Regions from separate parts of the Gossypium hirsutum genome. Here region 1 is linked to region 2. A link is a contact called in public Hi-C data. All regions are on one chromosome and are shown on one strand. The core of a region is the stretch at or near the end of the contact, and the rest is flanking DNA. Distances in the headings are between cores, read along the strand shown. Region 1 has its middle 6.3 kb from the start of LOC107949377. Region 2 has its middle 9.8 kb from the start of LOC121228458.

Region 1 (5,448 bases), core at 398-2,897, 52 kb after region 2:
GATTAATATATAATTTACTCCCTGAATTTGTCCACAAGTACATAGTTGGTACCTAAATTTGTATTTCGTCACACACATTGCCCCAATTTGTTACCAACCTTAATTTTTTAAGGGTTAACATATAGTTTGCTCATTGAACTTGTCTAAAAGTACCTAATTTGTACTTGACCTTGTCTAGAAAATTATACTTTTTTAAAATTAATTTAATTTTTAAAAAGATTTTGAATTTTTTAATGTGTCCATCACATGTCATACTAAGAGGCTGCCATGTGCTACTATAGGATTGGCTATTAGTGCCACGTAAGCATGAACTAATGATATTAGCGCGGAGGTACCAACCTAGATGACAAAATATATATACATTCAGGTATCAAGTAGGTGTAGAAAAAAGTTCATAGGACAATAGTAGGTACCTACTAGGTACTTTTGGACAAGTTCATAGGACAAATTACATATTAATTTAGTATTTTTTTATATATTATTATAGATTTAATTTTTATATGTTATAAATTACATAATATATATTACAAACTTGGAAAATGCGTTGGCTCTAGTCAAGCTCGGACCTTGAATGTTTAAGCCTGTAACCCAATTTTTTAGGCCTAATCTTTTGACTCAAACCTCCCAATTTTCGAGCACACCTTTAAGTATGAACAAGTACCCAACAATTGAATAGATTTAATTGTAACATTTCACTTTATTATTTAACATGTTAATGTAATATTAATCATTTATCATTCACCCTTTTCTATAATTTTTGTTGAAATTAATAGAAGATTTTAACATTATTAATATTTGAATTTGTATTTTTAAATATAAAAAAATAAAAAAATAAAATTTTTTAAAATAAAATTTGAGGACTAAATTCTAAATATAAAAAGTGTAATAACTTATACTACATTTTAATCATAGAATAATTTGTTTTAGCACATTCCATTTTTATATTTTAAGAAATACTAATGACATATATACACAACACAAACTATACCTACTAAACCAACCCAAACCCAAAATATTACAGGTCCAAGCCCACTTAAAAATCCTTAAAATCTCAAACCTCATAATATTAAATTAATGTGGGTGTAAAAATATTAAAATAAAATTTTAATTAAGATGATAAAATGAAGATTTTATAGATGTTTACGTGATAGGTTTAAGTCTCACAATATATGATATTTTATGAATTATATTAAAAATATAAAAAATCAAAAGTACTATCATAATGATATAATTTACTTTTACACAAGAGAAGGTATTTTAATAATTTTCTTGCTGGCCCTTCAATTACAGTGGATTTACTTTCAGAAGATTTCATTAGTCTGATTGTAGTCTAATGCTTATGATTTGAGATTATGGGTGTATTTATTAAATCTCTATACATTGAATTCTATATCAGATGGAGTAAAATTCATCACTTTGAATAATGTGTGCATACCCAGATTGAGCATCAAGGTCGTCTATATTTTTTTTCATTTAAGTACTAGTTTCATAAAAAGTAGTCACAGATTTGACATCAAAATATTCCTACTTATTTAGAAATATCGACAATTATTCACAGACTCGTGTAACTCAACGCAACATACTTCAATTCAAAATGAGAGTTACCAAAGCCCAAGACTTGATGCAACTAGCCACAAATGAAGAAGAAAAAATATGAATATTGGGCTACTACTTGGGTCTCTTATTCGAGCCGAACAAGCAAAGGAGGGAGGCCTAGAGTAGTTGAGGGAACACTGGGATCTTAGTAGTAACATCAATATTTTAAATAGGCTAAATTTTATATCTATGCCGGTTCTAAAAAAAAATTTACGATTTTAGATTGAATTTTGTAATATTTATGCAAATAGGTCGATTTTGAAAAAGAAATAGGAAACGCATCTTACAAAGCGAGTTTTTTTTGACATTTTTAACATATTTAGTAGTTTTATTTTTTAGTCTCAGATTCAATTAATTTCTTATTCATATTTATATTTTTTATTCATGTTGTTTTATGCCTTTTTTAATTAATATTTTTAATATATTAACACCTTCTGCTAGATAATTAAATAATAATAATTTCATTCTTGAGTTCTAGGTTCAATTCCTCTTCAAAGTACACATGTATTTTTTTTATTTCATATTGTTTCTACTTTTTTTTAATTCATCTTTTTAATTAATAATTTTTTATTAATAAAATCAAATAATGTCAGAGGTTTCAGACTTAACTCTTGATACTCTGCTCTGAGATCACACTAACAGTGATTTCGATTACCACTTTACAACATTTCTAGAAACCTAGAAATGTTGAAGATCTATAGCCGAAAAAGACATCCTTTTTCTTTCTATAGCCCTTTGGGAAATTCTTATATAGTATAGCACACCAATCCATGTATGCAAGAGAAAACACCTCCCCCCTAAAGGCCTCGAGGGTCAAAGCTCAGCTTTGATCCACCACCGGGATACGTTATGGAGCTTTTTTCTTGGGTTTTTAGGTTTTTATGGAGTATTTATGGAGTTCCGCTTACGGTTTCCAATGGGAAGGGCGAGCAAAAGCCTTTTCAAAGAGAGAATGTCTGTTAAGCCTCCCCGAGGGAGGTATGGAGGGGTAACGTTCGTTGTTAGTGTAGTTATAGTGTTGTTACCCTCTTGTTTGCACGGAATTTCATCTAACTTTCCTTGCGCTTGCGCAACGGAAAACTCAAGAATAAAATTTCTAAATTTTATTAATTTTCGTCTATAATATATCATTTGTTGTATTGTTTATATTCCAAATATTTCAAATACACGTACAGAGAGAATCAATGATTCCTATTCAATCGAGTTGAAGCTAGCAACATGTCGATTCCACACCGGAGGTTGGTAAGAACTGAGGGACAATGCCCCCCTAACCTAAGCGGGCCTACCTGCGAAGCAACTGGTAGTTAATCGGGCGGGGGGCGGTTTGGTTTCGTGCAACACCCTCGCAGCAGGAAGAGGCAGTTGTCATTTGAAAGGAAACACCCTTTGTATAGGGTTCCAGACCTGCGCACCCTGATGAAAAAGCCCTATATATTCTATTAGTAAAGCCTAAACGTCCTTATAGAAAACTAAAGCGCTAACGAGCAAGAAAAGACCCCTTACTATAGATAGGCTAATGCGCCTTTACTAATAACATAGAAAGTAAAGGCTCTTCCCCTTTTCTACGAATCTACAACTCTCTTCTCTTTACTGAGCGAGACTCCATCCATATCCCTTTCCTACTAGTGCTAGTGGGATATTCTTAATTTTCTATTCTATCATTTGTTTGACAGCTTAAACTAGGCTCCATTTTAGATAGGTTTTCGGTCTTAATCAAAATAGGTTAGGGGCACGTCGGAATGGTCGGTGGCTGCTTAGTCTCATCCTATAGTCTAATCTCTTTGTACTGCTTTTTTTCAAAGAAAAAAAAAAGAAAGAAGGGGGGTCGATTTAGGCTCATTCCCTTCCACTGCATAGCTACGCTACCTGGTACTACGAGCCCTGTGTGGTACACTAAACCCACCACCCAGCGCTTGACAAAAAAACGCGATAAACAACCTTTTATTATCCAGTTGTAGAGGATTTTCGACAATTTGTTGCACAAAAGCCTCGATGGGTCAGATGTACTGTTACCCCTCATACCCCCTCGGAGGGGCTTACACGTCACTCTCTCTCTCTCTCTCGACCACACTCCCCCTACATCTTTTTGGAATTACGGGAGAGTGTGGGGATACGAGAGAGGAAACTAAAATAAACACAATCGTGAGGTTACTATGTTGCTATACTCCAATAGCAACCTCACTACCTTACTAAATAAATATCATAAATGACGCATGAAACAACTGGAGTATGTTGTAGCATGGAATTGAAATATTTGATTAATAATTATATTTTTGTATGTGTATTTGAAATATTTGGAATATAAACATAATGATATTTGAAATAATTAATTGAAATATTTCAGATATAAAAATATTTGAAATATCATACCCACAATGTAGATGAAAAAATAACGATATTTGAAATATTTTACATATAAAAATAATAATGGTATTTGAAATAATTATTTCATTTTATAATATTAGAAATCACCATACCCACAATATAAGTGGAGAAAATAAATATTTGACATATAAATATTGTATATAAAGAAATATATATATATATATAGAAAATTAGTTAATATTTTAAAAAAATAAAATATATTTGACATAATGATAAATATCAAAAGTATATGTTTTTATTATATAATTATTAATTTATTTATATAAATAAAAAAAGTTATTAATTTCAAATATTTTTAACATAATGATATATATAAAATCATTGTTATTTAACCATCTAACCAAAATAGCTTATGTGCTAAAAACATTAATTAAAAAAATAATAAAAAGCATGAAACAACATGAAATAAAAAATACAAATATGAGTAGGAGGGGAATTAAACCTAAGACTCAAGGACAAAATTACTAACATTTATCCATCTGAATAAAAGAGTTGATATGTTAAAAAAGTAATAAAAAAAATGCCCAGTAGAACGTGCTTTTAGCTGAAAACTCATTCAGCAAGACACGTTTTTTGTTTCTTTCCAAAATTGGTATATTTCCTTCAATATCACAAAAATCAACCCAAAACCCTATTTTTTTTTAAAAATGGCATATTTCTAGAATTTGACTTCCTAAAAATCCTCAAGAATGTTGGAGAATTTTTACACTAGATAGGTTCATAGGAAAGAGAGGTTGGTTATAACAAACACTCTTTGTTAACACCTACGGTTAGTTGCTAATTATTGAGAATAGAATGAACAAAGGTATTGTTGAGTATTGAGAGAGTATACTGAGTATTTGAAGAAATCTTTGTATCTAGACTAGTAAGCTGTGATTGTACATTATAGTGATAGTATTTATAGAATATAATAGTAACTGCTATGGCTAACAACTTAACTAATTGAGTAACCGACTAACAGCTAGAAGGCTAGCTCAATAACAGAGTTACCTATACTCTTAACATTCACCCATATTCCTGATAGGAAAGACCAGAAGCAGATTCCGAAATCTAACAAAAGATGATATAGAAAGCGGCTTGGTTAGAATATCGGTGACTTGATCACACGCAGGAACATCACCAACAATAACAGAGCCATTGACGACCTTTTCTCGTACAAAAAATAGATCAAGCTTGACATGTTTGAATTTGGAATATAAAACCGGATTAGCAGCTATGACAACTGCACTGGAGTTGTCACACTAAATAGTCAGTGGATCAGTACTTTGGAGTTGCAACTCTTTGAGTAATGAGACCAACCAAGTAATATCACTAGTAGCCGTAACAAGACTTCGATATTCAGCCTCAGCCGTAGATCGTGAAACCACATGCTGCTTCTTGGAACACTAGGGGACAAGTGTGACCAAAATACACATAGTAGCCTGTCGTAGAACGACGATTATCAAAATCCAGTCCCTAGTTAGCATC
Region 2 (5,439 bases), core at 710-3,209:
TCCCTAAATACCTAGGGAGGATGAAACCTAAGACGGATCTTGTTATTTAAAGTTCTGAATTTAATGATAAATACTTGTCCTTGTTCTTAATTATGAGTTATTAATTCTTGCCTTAATATTTTTAAGATATTATTCCAAGTTTGATGTGCTTATTTAGTGGAGCAAAAGTCCCTGTTTAAGAGTAGATCTCACATAATTAAGCGGAGTTACATGCAACCCTAGAAATAAGGCAACATAAATCTGTTGGATTAGAGTCAAATCTAATAAGGGAATCCATAGATCGAGTTAATGCGATGATAGAGTTTTTAATTAGAAAGAGATTTCAATTAATCAACCAAGAGTTAGTTGTTCTTAGTCTCGAAAGAGATATTAACATAATTCAGGGATTTCTACGGATCAAGACAAGTGAATAAATCATTAGAATCAGAATCTAAATAATAAGTGAAGTATAGGTGGATTCTTCATTAGGTATTGTCTTTATTATTGGTTTATTCAATTATTCTCTTCACTCTCTATTGCCTTCGTTAGTTAATTAGTTTAGTTAAATTTAGAATAAAACAAATCCCTTATATTTTAGGCTAAATAATAGAAAGAAAGTTAATACTAGTACTTTTAGTCCTTGTGAATACGATATTCTGGACTCACCATAACTATACTATCATTTGATAGGTGCGTTTGCCTTAGTCGTGATTGTAGTCTAGTTTAGTGTTTCATAAAATGATCATCAAAAGTCAACTACTTAATAAATGAAAAGGGTGAGGGGCTTTTAAAGTCTTATACTGACCAAAACGAATAGCTAAAGGATGATGATCGAATTTAATCTTATGAATGTGATAAACCGTTGAGTTAGGAACCAAATTATCCCATTGTTAATTGAACAATGCACAATCAAGGCATTCAAACAAAAAACCTCTATTCCAAGTGAACTTAGGACCTTGAAAACCAATATCCTTCAAACTGTAATCAAAATAAAATTGTTGGAAGAAAGGGAAAGTACAATTATTTTTCCTTGAACCTTACTGCTTCTCATCTTCATTAAACAGTGCATTGAAATCACCTGCTAACATCTAATGACCCTTAACATTCTGGGCAATATAACCAAAAGCAACCCATAAATCCTTTCTCAAGACCCACCAAGGGCTCCTATAAATCCCAGTAAAAAAAGCCCAATCATGCAAATCCAAAAATTTCACTTTCAAGAGCACGAATTGAAAATTATTAACTTCCACAATCACATTAACAATACCCTTCCACAAAATCCGAACTCTCCCAAAGAAACCACTAGCTTCAACTTTATGAGAATTTAGCAATCCAATCTTTTTAGTAACACATTTTTCCTTAAACCCACTAACTCTGGTTTCAACTAGAACAACCACATTAGGATCAAAATCATGTAAATATTCCTTTAAAAATTTTTGAAATTTTGGATTTCCTGCACATTGGCAGTTCCACACAACTATATAAGCTTTCATGGAAAATCTAAATTAACCAAACCTGAACCAGAAGATTAAGTTTGAAGAGGCGCCCATCTCCACTATACCAGCCTCGTCATCTTGAACATTATCACAAGGAACTTCCAAAATTTGGTCTAACACCATATGGCCTGGCTTAGCTAACAGATAATTTCTCGAATGATTCCTCATACTTTGTTCTCCAAGTTCCAAACGTCTCACTAACCTGTTAATTGCTTGCTTTAAAAGAATCGGTAAATTCATTCCAAGCTGGCGTAGATCATTACTGTGATCACCAATTTCCAGCATGTCTTTTGAGATTTTCTTCTTCAATGACAATGGAAACTAATTTGGGGAAATTAAATTGGTAAATCCCAAATTGTCATTGAAATTAGCAGCAGAGCCTTCATGTAGGCTTCTGTTTTCTTTCAAAATCAGTAGAGAGTGGTGTTTGGGATCAAGTAGCATAAGCCTATTTGAGTTCCCTCCATTTCTCCTTCCCAGCCCAAACTTTAACCCAGTATCCTTACTCCTGAAACCAGAACTGGGCCCATCCTTTCGGATACTTAACTTCATATCCAATGGCCCATTTAAAAATTGTTTTTGTTTCCTAGGCTTGTTTGCAACTTTTAGCCCCTGTTCTTTTGAGCTTTTATTTTCAGATGTATCCTTCCCTAATTTGTCTCATATTTTTACTATAACTTCACTAATCCTATCCCCATTATTATATTCCAAAAAATCAGCCTCTATCCCACAATCATTACTCTATTTCTGAAATTGAAAGGATTCCGAAACTGATGCATGTATTCCATCATTCACCTCTCCAACTTTGGAAAGTACATTAACCCGAGATCCAACCTGATTATTTCCCTGAGTTGGTCCTGAACTTGTGACTCCCTATCGTTGCTAACACCGTTGTCAAAGATTAACCACCATCCACTTGTCGAATTCCTCTTTTTCCACCATTTCTTGAACACCCACACTATCCCCTTGCTGATTTGGTGATTTATTACCATGAAGATTCTCCCCATCACCTTTCATGCCCTTCTCCAGATAACTATATGGACAAATATCCTGCAAATGTCCAAATCTCCCATAATGGAAGCAAATTGATGGAAGAGAATCATACTCAATTCAATGAAGTCTGCTCGCAACTCTGATATTTGAAACCAAAGGTTTGGACAGATTCATTAGCACTACAAACCCTGCAAACTGGCCCCTTGATCCTTTGTCCGTTTGGAAATCAACTTTGACCACCTTTCCAATCAAACTTCAAGTCTCTTGCAGTAGGCCTTTTATATAGAGCTCCAAAGAGCCCTAAAATACGGACCCAAGCCACAACACTTTGTGAAAAATCCTCAAGAGTTGAAAATTGAGTTGACCAAGACTGAATGGTCAAATAATGTCCGAAGATCACCCATAGACCCTTTGAAACAACATTATTGTAGTCCAAGTCAGATTCAAGCTTTGCCAAATAATAGTCGTTACTGATATTCATTAGTTGAAATCTCATCTTTGGTTTCCATAAGGCACACACCCTGTTCCATAAGGCGTTATATCAAATTTTCCTTCCCAGCAACTTGACTACTAGTGTCTTCGACATGCTCTTTTTAGTAAGTCCATAAACCCTGTCCGAAAACTTAATTGAAGGCACTTCATCAATGACATCTTTCCTCACATCATCTTCTCGAAGATCCAAATCATCCATGTTAGGATCGACATGATTAAGCAACAAGTAAAAAAAATAGCGGAATAAATTGAAAAATTGAACACACAAATTTAACGTGGAAAAACCCCTCCAAAGAGGATAAAAAACCACGGGCAAAGATGATTTTACTATAATGGCAAAAGAACGAAGAGTAAAAAATATAGAGATAAAAAACTAAACCCCAAAAACTCAAAAACAAAGAGCCCTCAAAACGTAAACACAAAATTCTCTAAATGTGTTATGAGTTCTAATCTCTAATGGGCATATTTTCTAAGGTTGTAAAAGAACCTATTTATAGGCTAAATTAGTAGGTCAAATAAGCTATGCTAATAAATGCTAAATATATTATACTAATAAATACTAAATCTTCTAGAAATAAAATATATTTTGTTTAACTTGACTTGCAAACAATCTCTTAGAATTTAGGTTACACAACTCTAACAATCTCCACTTTGACACAAATTCTTACAACGCCATCTTTGCCAAAACCCGCCACGGGCCTATCTTGAACTATGCAAGGATTAACTAAGTCGAATCTATGCTTAGAAGCTAGAAGACTTCTGGCCTTCGACTTGTATATTGCCAAATCAAAATTAACTCGGGTCTTATTTTCATGAACATAGTGCCTTAACTTTTCAAAACATGCATCCAAAAGAGAACCTTTGTTCAACGAAACGATCATACTTTTTTCCCTCCTATGACCAAGTTGCCTCCACTACAAACGAGTTGACTTCAACTCCATAACAGATAAGGGACGTCTGATTTCACCGGTTATTGTAGATCCTTCCAGAATATAAAGACTGATGGTTCTTTTACCTTTTAACAAAATGAGAACTCCAAGAGATACTTTAATGTCACTCGACTCGATGTTGATTATGCATCCTTTAAAGTCTAAAATACTCAATGAGATGAGATTCTTTTGTAAATCAGGTACATACCTGACATCTGAGAGTGTCCTAATCGTTCCATCGTGTATTTTAATTTTAACAGTACCAATACCAATTACCTTACTAGATGAATCATTTCCCATGTGCACAACTCCACCTTCAACTGAACTATATGTGGAGAACCATTCTCTATTGGGACACATGTGAAAAGAACATCCCGAATGTAGGATCCACTCAGACGTGAGCTTGAATTTATCGCTCTTTGACATTAACAAGAAATCATCACCACTTTCATCAGCCAAATTAGCACCAGCTCAGATTTTTTATTTCGCAGTTTATAACAATCTGCTTTGACGTGACCTAACTTTTTACAATGGCAACACCTTTGTCTCATTTCTTTGATGCTACTAAAACAAAAGCTTGCCTATCTGCCTTCCTATCCAAACCAAACTCATTGTCGAGTTTGTCTCTACTCAACAAATGACTCTTCACATCTTCGAACAAGAGTTTGTCTCTACCATAAATCATGGTCTCCCTGAAAGACTTGTATGAAAGGGGTAAAGAGCACAATAATAGCATAGCCTAATCTGCATCATCAATATGAACCTCAACTTTAATGGGCACTAAACTAACTAAAATTATGAAAAAGGCAAGTGCACCTATCAAATAATAGTATAGCTATGGTGAGTCGAGAATATTGTATCCACAAGGACTAAAAGTACTAGTACTTACTATTTTTCTATTATCTAGCCGATAAATTAAAGGAATTGTTTTTAATCTAAAAATAACTAAGCTAATTATTAAGAATGCTACAGAAAATGAATTAGGAAAACAATTAAATTAAACCAATGAGATAGACAATACCCAGGAAAGAATCCACCTAAACTTCACTTATTATTATGAATCTGAATTAAATGATTTATTCACTTGCGCCTTGATCCGTATAAATCCCTAAATTATGTTAATATCTCTTTTGAGAATAAGAACAACTGAATCTAGGTTTGATTAATTGAAATCTTTTTCTAATTAAAACTCCTATTGTCGCATTAACTTGATCTATGGAATCCCCTATTATATTTTACTCTAATCCGGTAGATTTATGTCGTCCTATTTCTATGATTGCATGCAACTTCATTCAATTATGCTAGATCTACTCTTAAATAGGGACTTTTGCTCCACTGAAATAAGTACATTAAGCATGAATTAATATCCTAAAAATATTAAAACATGAAATAAGTATACATAATTGACAACAAGAATAAAGTGTTATCATGTAATTTAGAAATTAAATAATAAGATTCATATAGATTTCATCTTCTGTAGGTATCTAGGGAATTTAGTTCATAATCTAGAATAACATCATCTCAAGGTTAGGAAAACAACAAGACATAAA

Evidence for each region. A called contact is a pair of places that touch in the nucleus more often than the background predicts.
Region 1: a contact with region 2 is called in a Hi-C map of leaf, with 2.9 times the contacts expected there. The contact joins two enhancer-like sites. A contact is called at or near these places in 7 of 34 Hi-C or Micro-C datasets (callus and leaf).

Annotation. Positions count from the first base shown.
Region 1 is chrA04:82,532,459-82,537,906 of Gossypium_hirsutum_v2.1, forward strand. No RefSeq gene overlaps it. Among protein-coding and RNA genes, the nearest start is that of LOC107949377, 6.3 kb to the left of the region's middle. Within about 2 kb of position 1,648, at least 2 of the 9 cell types and tissues checked have an H3K27ac peak or open chromatin away from gene starts, as enhancers often do. A contact at or near this core is called in leaf, where this site is marked.
Region 2 is chrA04:82,480,327-82,485,765 of Gossypium_hirsutum_v2.1, forward strand. No RefSeq gene overlaps it. Among protein-coding and RNA genes, the nearest start is that of LOC121228458, 9.8 kb to the right of the region's middle. Within about 2 kb of position 1,960, at least 6 of the 9 cell types and tissues checked have an H3K27ac peak or open chromatin away from gene starts, as enhancers often do. A contact at or near this core is called in leaf, where this site is marked.